Regions from separate parts of the Gossypium hirsutum genome. Here regions 2 and 3 are each linked to region 1. A link is a contact called in public Hi-C data. All regions are on one chromosome and are shown on one strand. The core of a region is the stretch at or near the end of the contact, and the rest is flanking DNA. Distances in the headings are between cores, read along the strand shown. Region 1 has its middle 12 kb from the start of LOC121227952. Region 2 holds the start of LOC107902398 (disease resistance protein At4g27190-like). Region 3 has its middle 7.6 kb from the start of LOC107948584.

Evidence for each region. A called contact is a pair of places that touch in the nucleus more often than the background predicts.
Region 2: a contact with region 1 is called in a Hi-C map of seedling, with 2.6 times the contacts expected there. The contact joins the promoter of LOC107902398 here to the enhancer-like site in region 1. A contact is called at or near these places in 2 of 34 Hi-C or Micro-C datasets (leaf and seedling).
Region 3: a contact with region 1 is called in a Hi-C map of petal, with 3 times the contacts expected there. The contact joins two enhancer-like sites. A contact is called at or near these places in 8 of 34 Hi-C or Micro-C datasets (anther, callus, hypocotyl and 2 more).

What each region holds. Positions count from the first base shown.
Region 1 is chrA04:12,115,986-12,119,822 of Gossypium_hirsutum_v2.1, forward strand. It overlaps the pseudogene LOC121227953. Among protein-coding and RNA genes, the nearest start is that of LOC121227952, 12 kb to the left of the region's middle. Within about 2 kb of position 2,171, at least 3 of the 9 cell types and tissues checked have an H3K27ac peak or open chromatin away from gene starts, as enhancers often do.
Region 2 is chrA04:12,491,685-12,495,657 of Gossypium_hirsutum_v2.1, forward strand. LOC107902398 (disease resistance protein At4g27190-like) reads left to right here and starts at 2,445. Exons shown (of 2, transcript XM_041110928.1): 1 at 2,445-2,509; 2 at 3,251-3,973. The coding sequence starts at 3,966.
Region 3 is chrA04:11,624,602-11,628,837 of Gossypium_hirsutum_v2.1, forward strand. No RefSeq gene overlaps it. Among protein-coding and RNA genes, the nearest start is that of LOC107948584, 7.6 kb to the left of the region's middle. Within about 2 kb of position 1,305, at least 9 of the 9 cell types and tissues checked have an H3K27ac peak or open chromatin away from gene starts, as enhancers often do.

The DNA.
Region 1 (3,837 bases), core at 921-3,420:
TTCTTTTTCTTGTATTAGAGTTCCGAAACTCTCTACAGTATGTCCTTTTCCTTTTGTAACCAATGTTAGGTTAGGTTGGAATCTTTATCATGGTAAGTATTTGACTTGCTCAGTTTGGCAAATTTATTTAATATTATCCCATATTATTTGATGAAGTTTGGAATTGCCAAATCCAGCCTCCGCGTCTTGGACATTTGCTTGTAGCTTAGGTGCCTTAATAAGAATGTAAAAGCTAGAGTTTATTTGCACTAATTCTTTCTGTTCAATCCTAAGATATTATCATTGTAATTGCAGTGAACTGAATGATACGGTTGTCGAAGCACAGCTAAGGACAAGCAAAGTGCCTCCAGAGCTTCCACAAAATGATGCAATGGAATGTTACTTGTTGTCTAGCAATCGACTGGTAATACTGGTATGATTGGTTAATCTAAAATCTGTCATCGTAAAAAAATGCCCCTCAGGTCGTAAAAAGCTTTACTCGAAGTCTGCAAGTATATGATACATGTAAAGCCATAGGACTTACGAGGATTTTTGCCACATTTCTTATTGTATCGATATCAATAAATCCACTGTGCTAAGTTGAGTATGCTTGCCATGTTTACCTCATCTTTGGGATGGTCTGAAACTCAGGGTTTTAACACAACATTAACCGAACCAGTGGATACTCCGGGGAGTAGAGGTGATCAAATCAAAGAAATGGAACTTAAATTGCATCCGGCGTTGAGAGAACCCTTAATAGCCCTCTGTAATGATCCGAAGACAACAATAGCTGTCCTCAGTGGGAGTGACAGATGTGTCTTGGATAAGGTATGCTAGGATTTATATCTTTCTTCCTGGTCTAAGCCCTGGTTCATCCTCCACTGAAACCAACTGATTGCTCTCGCAGAACTTTGGAGAGTATAACCTGTGGTTGGCTGCAGAAAACGGTATGTTTCTACGACATACAAAGGGAGACTGGATGACGACAATGCCGGAACACTTGAATTTGGAATGGATTGATAGTGTGAAGGTAACCAAATTATACTTGCACAAACACTTCATCAAGTTTCTCTTTTCCATGTGCCTCTTCTAACAAAAGCCAATGGCATGTTGGCAGCATGTTTTTGAGTATTTCACTGAAAGAACACCGAGATCGCATTTCGATTTCCGGGATACATCGCTTGTATGGAATTACAAATATGCAGGTACTCAGCCTATTTTGTTTCCAAGCTTCATCTCAGATCAATTCCAACCCTGTTTGTCCAATCCTTCCTCATGTTTTCCTTTCATGTTACTTTGTCTGTAGATATTGAATTCGGAAGACTTCAAGCAAGAGACATGCTGCAACATCTCTGGACTGGACCAATTTCGAATGCATCTGTCGATGTCGTTCAAGGAAGCCGATCGGTTGAGGTACGAGCAGTTGGCGTTACAAAGGTAACTGCCCATTCACCATACACATACTTCTAGTAGCAGTTTTGGAGATGCATGCTTGCCTGTATGATAACTTAGTTTTAAACCAGGGGGCAGCCATTGATCGTATTTTGGGAGAGATTGTTCACACTACATCAATGACAACTCCGATCGACTATGTTCTTTGCATCGGACATTTTCTGGGGAAGGTAACCTTCTCATCAATCTTTTCTTCATGCAAATTCATATTCAAATCATTTGAACAACTTAAAGGTGTGGTTATCTTTGTTCTAGGATATTGAACAAATAGATCTAATTGAGGTGTAGTTATTTACGTTGCTTCGACTCTTTACTTTTCTTGAAGTACTCGTGTCTGTCACCTATAACCTATATCGATGTGATCATTTTTCATTACTTCACCAGGATGAAGATGTTTACACCTTTTTCGAACCCGAGCTGCCTTTTGATGCATTGAGCATAGCAAGAAGCAAGCCATTTGATGGACCACGGTTATTACCTGCTGAAAGAAGGCCTCCATTGAAGCTCCCAGCAAGCAAAAGTGGAGCTAAATCGTCATTACAAAAAAAGACACAACCACCATCCCCGGCTCCGGATAGAAGAACTAGTAGTTATTATAGCTGTGGGAGTTTGCTGAGGCATCCGTCGGTGCCAGAAAAGATCTCATGGAGTGTTCTTGATCTCAAAGGAGATAACTACTTCTCCTGTGCTGTTGGACGGACTCGGACTAGTGCTCGATATTTGCTTGGTTCGTCAGATGATGTTGTCTCATTCCTGAATAGACTAGCGAATGCCTCTTCTTCACGTGACTTGGTGTCTGGAACAGATTCGCTACCCTTACATCCAACACATATCCGTACATCAGTATAGGGTACCACCCATCGAATATATGAAAACTTTAGGGAAGAGAAGAGTATAACCGTATCGGAAACATACAATATCTGAAACTTTTGTTTTGAGTCCAGATAACTTGGTTGAATATACTGGAAGAGGAGTAAGTTTTATTTGCGAGGCACAACCAGAAAACAAACTATTCTATAAACAATTATTATTCAAGTTTCCTTTTATAAAAATTTATGTTATTGTTGTGCACTGTCAATATTTAATGGGGTTTTTTTTTTACCTAATAGTAATTTATCTCTGATATTTACACATTTTACTAATTTGATCTTAATTTTTTTTTAAAAATTATCATTTTCAATAAAAATTAAAAATATTTAAAAATATATAAATTATAAATTATAAATAAAAAATCAAAACATGTATTAAGAATTCAGAAAAACATATGTATTAAAGATTCAAAAATATATATTAATAAAAAAAACCACCCAATATTCCCTCTTTGATTCCCTTTGAGACAACTGTTAAGTTCCTTAAAATTATTATTATAGTGGAATTACAAATTATTAATTTCTATTTTAGACAGAAAGTGATGACTTAATTAATGGGACTTGATTTTTAAAATTTTTTTTTATATTTGTTGTTAAAATGTAAATGGAAGAATGACATGAATTTTTTACGATCTCCTAATTTCCAGCTAGGATTAAATAAATAAAATGGGATTTAAAACCCTATTTATTTTGTTGGAAATATGGTTTAAAAAACAGTAATTTTAAGCATAATGGATGGAAGATTAATTTAAAAAATAATAATCAGAGTGATCAAAACTCGATTCGATTCGAAAAAATTAAAAAAAAAATTTGAAATTTGTGTTAACCGAATAAGTCAACTCAAATAAAAAATTCGTGTTTCGAGTTTGAATCGAGTAAAATTTTTCAATTTGAATAATTCTAAGAACATATTAGTGTAAATAGTATTTTAGTCTCTATTAATTTTGAAAATGAGCAAATTGATCTCTTTTAACAAAAATTACAAAAAAAAATTAAAATTTATATTTTTTTAAAATATAATAATTTTTTAAAAATCTAAAAAATATATAAAAGAAGTTAAAATTTTAAAAAAATTTCTAAAATAATAATTTTTGAGATTTAAATAAGTTAATTAATAATTCAAGTTTATCATACTGTATTTTTTATTATTTTGCTTTGAAAAAGTTTTCAAATATATATGGTTTCAAATTTATGTGCTCTAACATGAAATTAGTTATATTGTAACAAGATTTTAATTTGACATTTTTAATTTTTTTTAATTTAACTTGGACAATTTCACTCGATTCGATTCGACTCGAATTTCATTTTACTCGACTCGATTAAAAAAATTCAATTTAGTCATTTTCTTTTTCTAATTTTCCATGGATGAATCATCATAAATATCTACTAACTTTGATTAATGGTCTATTTCCTTATAAGGACCTCAAATTTTGAATTCCATAGTTATTTGATCCTTCTAGCTACTAGTATTCAACTTTTGCACTTTATGCAATTTAGTCTTTTCCTCCTAATTAAAAATGAAATCGGTAAAATTTTC
Region 2 (3,973 bases), core at 1,195-3,694, 380 kb after region 1:
CTTTGTGAGAGAAAGTATACAAAAAGGTTTAGTGAAAATTGAACACATTTCAACAAAGGCACAGCTTACAGACATTCTCACCAAAGGACTAGCTGTACCACAACATCGACACTTAATATCCAAGTTGGGAGTGATAGACATATATCACCCTTCAACTTGAAGGGGAGTGTTGAATTCGGTAAATAAGTTGTTATAACAGCTCCTAGTATTTAGGGATTAGTTCTTTGTAATTAAGTACTAAGTATACTAGTTAGTTACCACCTACCCATTACACTCTTGAGTGTTGGAATTTTCCAAGCACATAAACTCCAATTTCTTTGTCAAGCTTTCTCATCATTTTAGTGTTACCTTCATCTCTCTTCTTTTCTATTTCCCCTTTCCATAAAAAAAAAAAAATAATAATAATAATAAACCTTCAAGTTTGCTTTTTGTGTCCATAAAAAAAAAAAAGCAGATTAATTGACGTTGCACCAAAACATTCCATTCAAATTTACGAAACAACTATACAAGAACCAAACATTTAATCTCACAAATAATATATATCGTAGATAGTTTCTAATGAAATCCAAACCTGCACAAACTGTTATATATTTATTTATTATATAAAGTTTACTTCGACAACAATAGATAATCACACTTATTTTCATAAATAATCAAATTGAAAATTAAAAATTAAAACCCTAATCAACATAAATCCAAAATATTTGGCATGTATAATAAAAAAACATTAATCTATAAAATTTGACTCTTTTTGAATAGTTGATGATCAAATTTGACTCTTTTTATAAAATTAATGACCAAATTAACAAGAAATATAAATATTAAGGGTTAAAGTTATCATTATATTTTTACAAAACAATAAAAAAATTCACTTTAAATGAATAAAAATGAATGAAGGAACAACTAATTTTCATATTCCATAGCAAATGAAAATTAAGAAAATAGATTTATTTTTGTCAATAGAAAATACATATTTTTAAATGCAGTGAAAATCTTAAATAAAAAAAAAAGAAAGAAAGAAAAAAGAAAAATTGAAACATCGGTTATTGAAATTTCAAGAAAAGTGTGAGAGCAAAGACTTATCATTTTGTAGTCTGCTTTACAATATTATGTACACGGCACAAGTTTCTTCTCAAGACTTTCATTTATTTTTAAATATAAAGAGTTATATTTTATTTGATTTTCATTCCAAGTCCTGGGTATTAATTGTAAAAGAAATTACCCAGTAATTGCAAAAGTAAAATCCTCTTGCCTTGCCAATCCACTATACTATAAACAATTGATTAAAGCAAATACCAATAATTTGACCCAATCTTGATTGTTTGTTGAAACTTTATTTACAATTGCAGTAATCTCATAACACAAATCCTTTGGCTAAACCAAAACTAAGAAATCCTAGCTTATATTTTTGAGTGTTGGAATTTTGCAAGCAGATAAACTCCAATTTCTTTGTCAAGTTTTCTCATCATTTTAGTGCTACCTACATTTCTCTTGTTTTCTATTTCCCCTTTCCTTAAAGAAAAAATAAAGTGTTCAGTTTTATTTACTTTCTTTTACTCCAAATTAGTCCTCCAAAAAAAAAAACCTAATCTTCAAATCCTTTTGGTTATTTTCAACTAGTGGAGCATTTTCTCAGCTTTGATTTTCAAGTTCCCAAGTGAGGTAAAGGTCTTTTATATATGCTTCATTTCTTGAATTGTGTTTATATATATATATATATTTCTTGATCTAATAATCACTTACTATGTTTTTTTTCTTGAAGGAATTAATTTTCTTTGCACTCACATACTTGGAATTATTACTTTCATTTTGAAGAGGTAAGAGGGGAATGTTTATTATGTTTTCCATTGTTATATGCATAATATTAGTGTGTGTGAGGGTAAACTTTTAAAGAATATTGAATTACCTATTTAAATAGCATCAACTTTAAATATTTTATTACTTTTGAATTATAATATTGGTGTAGAACCGCGAATCTAAAAATTTGTTTAGGAAGGATCGAAAATTAATTATGAATTTTTGAAATGTTAAAATATAATTTTATCATTTTAAAAAAAAATTAAAATTTTGTTTTTTTTTTTTTTTTTGAGGCCAAAGTACAATATCACTATATATTAATTTACAATTTTGCATTTTCAAGGGGCAGCTAAAAAAAACTTTAGAATTATATTTCTCTATGTGTAATTAAAAATATCTTTCTAATTTAAAATTAGATGGCATTACACTCATATATTTGATTTTGTCAACTAGTATGAATTGATAAGCAACAAATAAAATGTAATAAAAGCTTCTCAACTAAGTCTTCTTTCTTACTACTTATCTCACCAATTCTGTACCATACTTACAAAATTTCTATGGTATAAAATTATTTTTAGTTTTGCATCATATCAATTCTACTGTCGATATAAGTTTATCACAGTATTCACTTTTTGTGTTTTGTCTGCAGCTGGACTGAATCGAATAAAAGCCGATTAATTTTCATACTTGGAATTGTCTTTCACCTTGCGTGGTATGTCTAAGACGTAGGTGTTCATCTTCAACATTTTTTAATTCTTTAATATTTTTTCTAATGATAATGTTGGTGTTTGACACTCTTTATCCGAATGAAATATGAACTTCAATTTGGATCTTAAACAACAGAGTAATATATCCGGATGAAGAATGAGGAAAACTTGAGAATCAGGTCTGGAGTTTTTAAGCAAAACAAAAACAGAATTGAAAAGCAAAGAAAATATGTAAAGGAAATGGAGAGGATATTGAATGAAAAAGATGATGATTTTTCATTAATTTGACATTGGCAAATTGCCATTACATATATCAAACATGAGATGATCATTATAAGTCAAAATGCTACCTAAACATTTACCTAACATCACTTAAAACATTGAAAATTGCTAAACTAGCTTGCACAAGTTGCTTTGCTGAACTTTCAGTCAATCAACATCTAAAATACATCAAGAAGTTTACCAACTAAGTTCTAAAAGAACTAAGTTACAAACTATGAATTTAAGGTAACCAAAATGAGTTGAAATTGGACAGCATCAGTAAGCTTCTGCTTCTGTCTATTGGTCTCAAGCTGCATGTCTACCTTTTCTGGTTCAATATGCATACTTCACCCTGTAATAGTACGACAGTTTGATCTCTTTTTTTACAGCTGCATGCATGGCTCGGGCTGCTTCTTGACACTTTGGCTTCTTCACATGCTGCATGCAGGCCAACTTCAATAGATAACTCTTATGATCTGCTACAGTGTTTGAACTTGGAAAATCGTATTCTTCAATCGAGCTTGTCAACAATGGGTTGTGAATTTGCGAGTCTGCTCTTGCTAACTCCGTTGGAACACTAGTTGCGGACTATGTGGTAAAGCCGGTGGGACGTTAACTTGATTATGTCCGCCGCTTTCATGACAATGTTGAAAAGCTTGAGGAAAAAAAAGGTGAACTTGTAAGGGCACGAACTCTTCTGCAGCATAAGACTGAGGTTGCTGAAAAGCAGCTTTTACATACTGAAGATGATGTACGGGATTTGCAAATGAAGGCAGTGGAAATCCTATCGAATGTGGAAACTTTGGAAATGGAAATTCAACAGAATAAGAGGTGTCTCAACTGGTATCCTAATTGGGGTTGGAGATAACGATTAAGTAAGAAAGCAATGAAGAAAACTCTGGATATATCTGAGCTTTTGGAGAAGATCAACAAATTTGGTCAACCTGGACGAGTCGGTTACCGTGCTCCTAGTACCCTTCCCACCATAGAATTCCTATGCTCTAAGGAATTTGTGGTTTCGGAATCTTCAAAGATTGCTTTCCATCAAATCATTGAAGCCCTACAAGATGACAAGATCAGCATGATTGGATTGTGGGGGATGGGAGGGGTGTGGGCAAAACCACCTTGGCTCGAGAAGTTGGAAATCAAGCCGAAAAGCTGAATTTGTTCAATAAAGTTGTGATTACAACTGTGTCTCAAATGCCAAA
Region 3 (4,236 bases), core at 55-2,554, 490 kb before region 1:
AATGGTATTGAAAAGCCTGCTAACTCACGAGTATCTTTCAAAGACATGTTGCTTGGTGCTTCGAGGGATACAGGAAAGAGTATGATCGGACAGGATAATGATGACTTACAACTTCTTGATGGAGATGTTACAACTGGAACAAAGGATGGTTTACCCTCTATTCATTTCTCTGATAGGATTCATCAAATCTTATATCAAGGTATGTCTTGTGCCGTTGTGGTTAAACTTTTGGGAAAGAAAATAGGTTTCCAAACGCTCTCGAATAAAATCTATAACCTCTGGAAACCAACTACCCCCATTAAAATTATGAACTTGGAAAATGATTATTTCATGGTGAAGTTCCAAAAGGAATCGAATTATACTCGGGCCCTCACGGAAGGACCTTGCATTATTTTTGGACAGTATTCAACCATGGACAAAATCCTTCTCCACTTCCTAGCCATTCCCATCCAACGTGGTTGCTTGGATTTGACTTTCGGGAATTCCTGGTTTTTTTGTATTGGCAGAGTATTTTAAAGAGCATCGGGGAGACGATTGGGCAAGTCATAAAACTGGATATTAACACTGGTAATGCGCAAAGGGGCCGTTTTGTTCGTATGGCGATTTTTCTTGACCTTAACAATCCGTTGGTTTCTAAAATCAAAGTTGATGGATGTATTCGACACGTTAAGTATGAGTCTCTTCCCAATATTTGTTTTTCTTGTGGTCATTTTGGTCACTTTAAAGATTCCTGCTCCTCTGTTCCCAACTGTGTTACAGCGTTAGGGGAAATGAACCAAGAAAATCTGATCTCAGATGAGAACAGGAAAGATTTGGATATGTTTGGGCCATGGATGGTGGTTAATCGACGGAATAGTATACTTAGCCGGAAATCAGCAATTGGATGAGAAGAAAAGAAAGTAACGGGATCGATGGGATCTCGCTTTAACATTATCCATAATTTGAGGGATGGGAACTGAGCCATTAATGGGGAACCCAATCCCCTTGATTCAGCAAAGTTGAAAGGAAAAGGGGTTGCCATTTATTACAACCCCTTACATGAAGAAGGGTCAACTCCCACGGACAACGATGAACAAATTTGGGATTTTGGGGTTCCACTGTCACTTGTAGAATAAGTTGCTACAGGTCAGGGGTTGGATCAGGAAAAAACAGATAAGGAGTTTGGGCCTGGTAGACCCAAACGCTGCTGGTTCCTCCAAAATGGTTAATGGGTCTTCCAAGCAAAGTGCCAAGGTTTCTGCTGGATCTCAAAGACAGGATGTTTTGGGCCTTTAAGGATGGGTTCTAGGCTTGGTGGTTCCAAAAATTCCCAACGGGCTAATACTTTCATTTCCGTAGAATCAAACCCAACTCCTTATTTGTGCATAGTGGGTGACGTTAATTCTAAAGAAACCCACATTCTTATTTCGCATGATAATTCCAGTAGGGAATTAAATTTGTTAACCCAAGGCACTTCACGTAATTTAGTAGAAAAATCTGTTGTGACAACCTTGAATCCAGAATTTCATTGAGTCATTAAGTTTGTAGAAAATTGGGATCCCAATTCTCATTCTGTTGATGTGAATTTGGCTGTCTCCTTATCTTCTTCGAAAATTGGAAACCTCAAACGTTTTAAAAACGGGTCTCACAATCTTCGGGGTCCAGGCAACAAATTCAAGGTGAAGGCATTTGGTCGTGATTCTGTTGCTAAAGCTATGACAAAATTCGTTGACAGGATCGGTTTAGAAGGCTTGATGGCAGAGGAAAATAACTTTCAGGGGGTAACTCTGGGTCCTAATGAAACCACTACCTTAGATGTTTAAGGTGGATCTGTTGATGTTGTCTTTCTCTCTATGATTTGTCAGATGTTACCAAGTATTTTTGTATGGAACTGTAAAGGGTGTGCATCGCCTAAGTTTGTTAGGGTGGTTAGAGATTGCTTTGCTAAATTTAATGTTGATGTTGCGGCATTTTTTGAAACTCGAGTCAGTGGTTTGAAGGTAGATAGAATCATTTCTAAAATTGGCTTGGATTATTCTCACAGAATTCAAGCTAGAGGCTATGCTGGGGGTTTATGTATTTGTTGGAGAAATTCTGTTCAGATCCAAATTATTCTTAATGATCCACAATTTATTCTTTGCCGACTGGGTAAATAGGGCGGATCCAGAAGTGTTTTAGTGACGTTGGTTTATGGTTATCCGGACAAACAAAAATGTGAGACTTTATGCGGCCGTTTGGATCATATTGCTCATTCCATTTTCGAGCCGTGGGTTTTGTTGGGGGACTTCAATTCAGTGTTGTCTTCGGATGAAAAGAGGGGTGGTCATCCTATTTTTTCTGGATGCAAGTTATTTTAGATTTCGTCCTTAGTGGGTTGATGGATCTTGGGTTTAAAGGTCCACAGTTCACACGAAAAAGAGGGGCTATCTTTGAAATATTAGATCGAGTAATTGGTAATAATGAATGGTGCCGACTTTATTATGGTGATTCTGTCTTCCATCTTCCTCGTCTCAAATTTGATCACAGACCTATTTACTTATCTTTTTGCAGCCCCAGTCAAGCTATTTAACCGAGACCTTTTCAGGTTCTAGCATCTTGGGTTTCTTATCCGGATTTTAACAAATGCATCCATGATATTTGGACATGATACTGATATTATTGGCAATCTCACTTCTTTTACTACAAGCTTTAAAAAGTGGAATTTTGAGGTTTTCGGCCACATTATCAGAAGGAAATGAGCGATTGCCCATTATATTGGTAAAGTTCAAGCTACTTTAGATCGTAGATATTCCAGGTACCTTCTGAATCTTGAATCGAAGTTACATTTAGAATATGAAAAGATTCTTGATGAGGAGGAATTACTTTGGAAGCAGACATTGAGGATGGATTAGGTCTATTTTGAGGATCGTAATACAAAGTTTTTCTATAATAAAGCTCTTATAAGGTAGAATTCTAATAAATTTTTGCCTTGAAAATTGTGGATAACTGGTTTTATGATAATCAGAGATTGCATGATGAAGCAGTTCGTTTTTTCTCTTCTCTCTTCCTTGGATGATTTGTCATGTGATGCTTGCCCTTTACGTGGTCACTTTTCGCAAGTCAACTCTAGCACTATGGACTCTTTAACCATGACCGTTAATGCAGAGGAGGTTAGAAATGCTTTGTTTAGTATGGGTCCTTTAAAAGCTCCTGGCCCTGATGGTTTTCACGCTCTTTTTTACTAGAGTCAGTGGGATATGGTCGGATCGGATGTTTATTCTTGGGTTCGTGATGTTTTTTCTGATAAGATTCGCATCTGTTCTGTTAATAACACACTCTTGGTTCTCATACTGAAGATTAGGAATCCTACTTCTTTCTCCCATTTTTGGCCAATAAGTCTTTGCAATGTCTTGTATAAGGTTGTCACAAAAAATCATTGCCAATCGGTTCAGACATATTTTTCCATCCTTTTTGCTCAAAATCAAGTGAGTTTCATGGTTGGAAGACAAATTACGGGCAATATTATCATTGCCTAGGAAATTGTACATTCCATGCAGACAAATAAAGGGAAGAAATTGTGGATGGCTATGAAGGTGGATTTAGAAAAAGCTTATAACAGAATTCGTTGGGAAGTTATTTAAGACACTTTGGTTGATGTTGGTTTTGCTTCGGCCTTGATTAAAGTCATCATGGGCTATTTTTCTTCGGTTTTAATGCAAATTATGTGGAATGATAGTCTTTCTTTTGGCTTTATTCCTAAGAGGGGTATTAGGCAAGGATGGCCTTTATCTCCTTACATCTTCATTCTCTGCATAGATAGATTAGGCCATTTAATTCATAGAGAAGCCGCAAAAAAATCTTGGAAACCGGTCGTACTAGGTAAGAATGGTCCGCCCATTTCACATCTTTTCTTTGCGGACAACTTACTCCTGTTTGCTGAAGCTGAGGTTGATCAGGCGCACAAAATTAATAAAGCTCTATCTACTTTTGGTAAGGCTGACATAGAGTTAATGAACAGAAAACTACCATTTAATTCTCTAAAAACGTTGATGCTGCCAATGCTGTAAGTATATGCAATATCCTTGGATTTCGCCTTTCGGATGACTTGGGTACCTACTTAGTTTTGCCTCTATTCCACAAAAGTCACCAAGAATACTTTCAGTTTTGTTGTTAATAAAGTTAGATGCAAACTTGATAATTGGAATGCAAAATTGCTTTCTACGGTAGGAAGGGTTACTCTAGCTCAATTAGTTTTGTTATTGATTCTCAACTACTTCA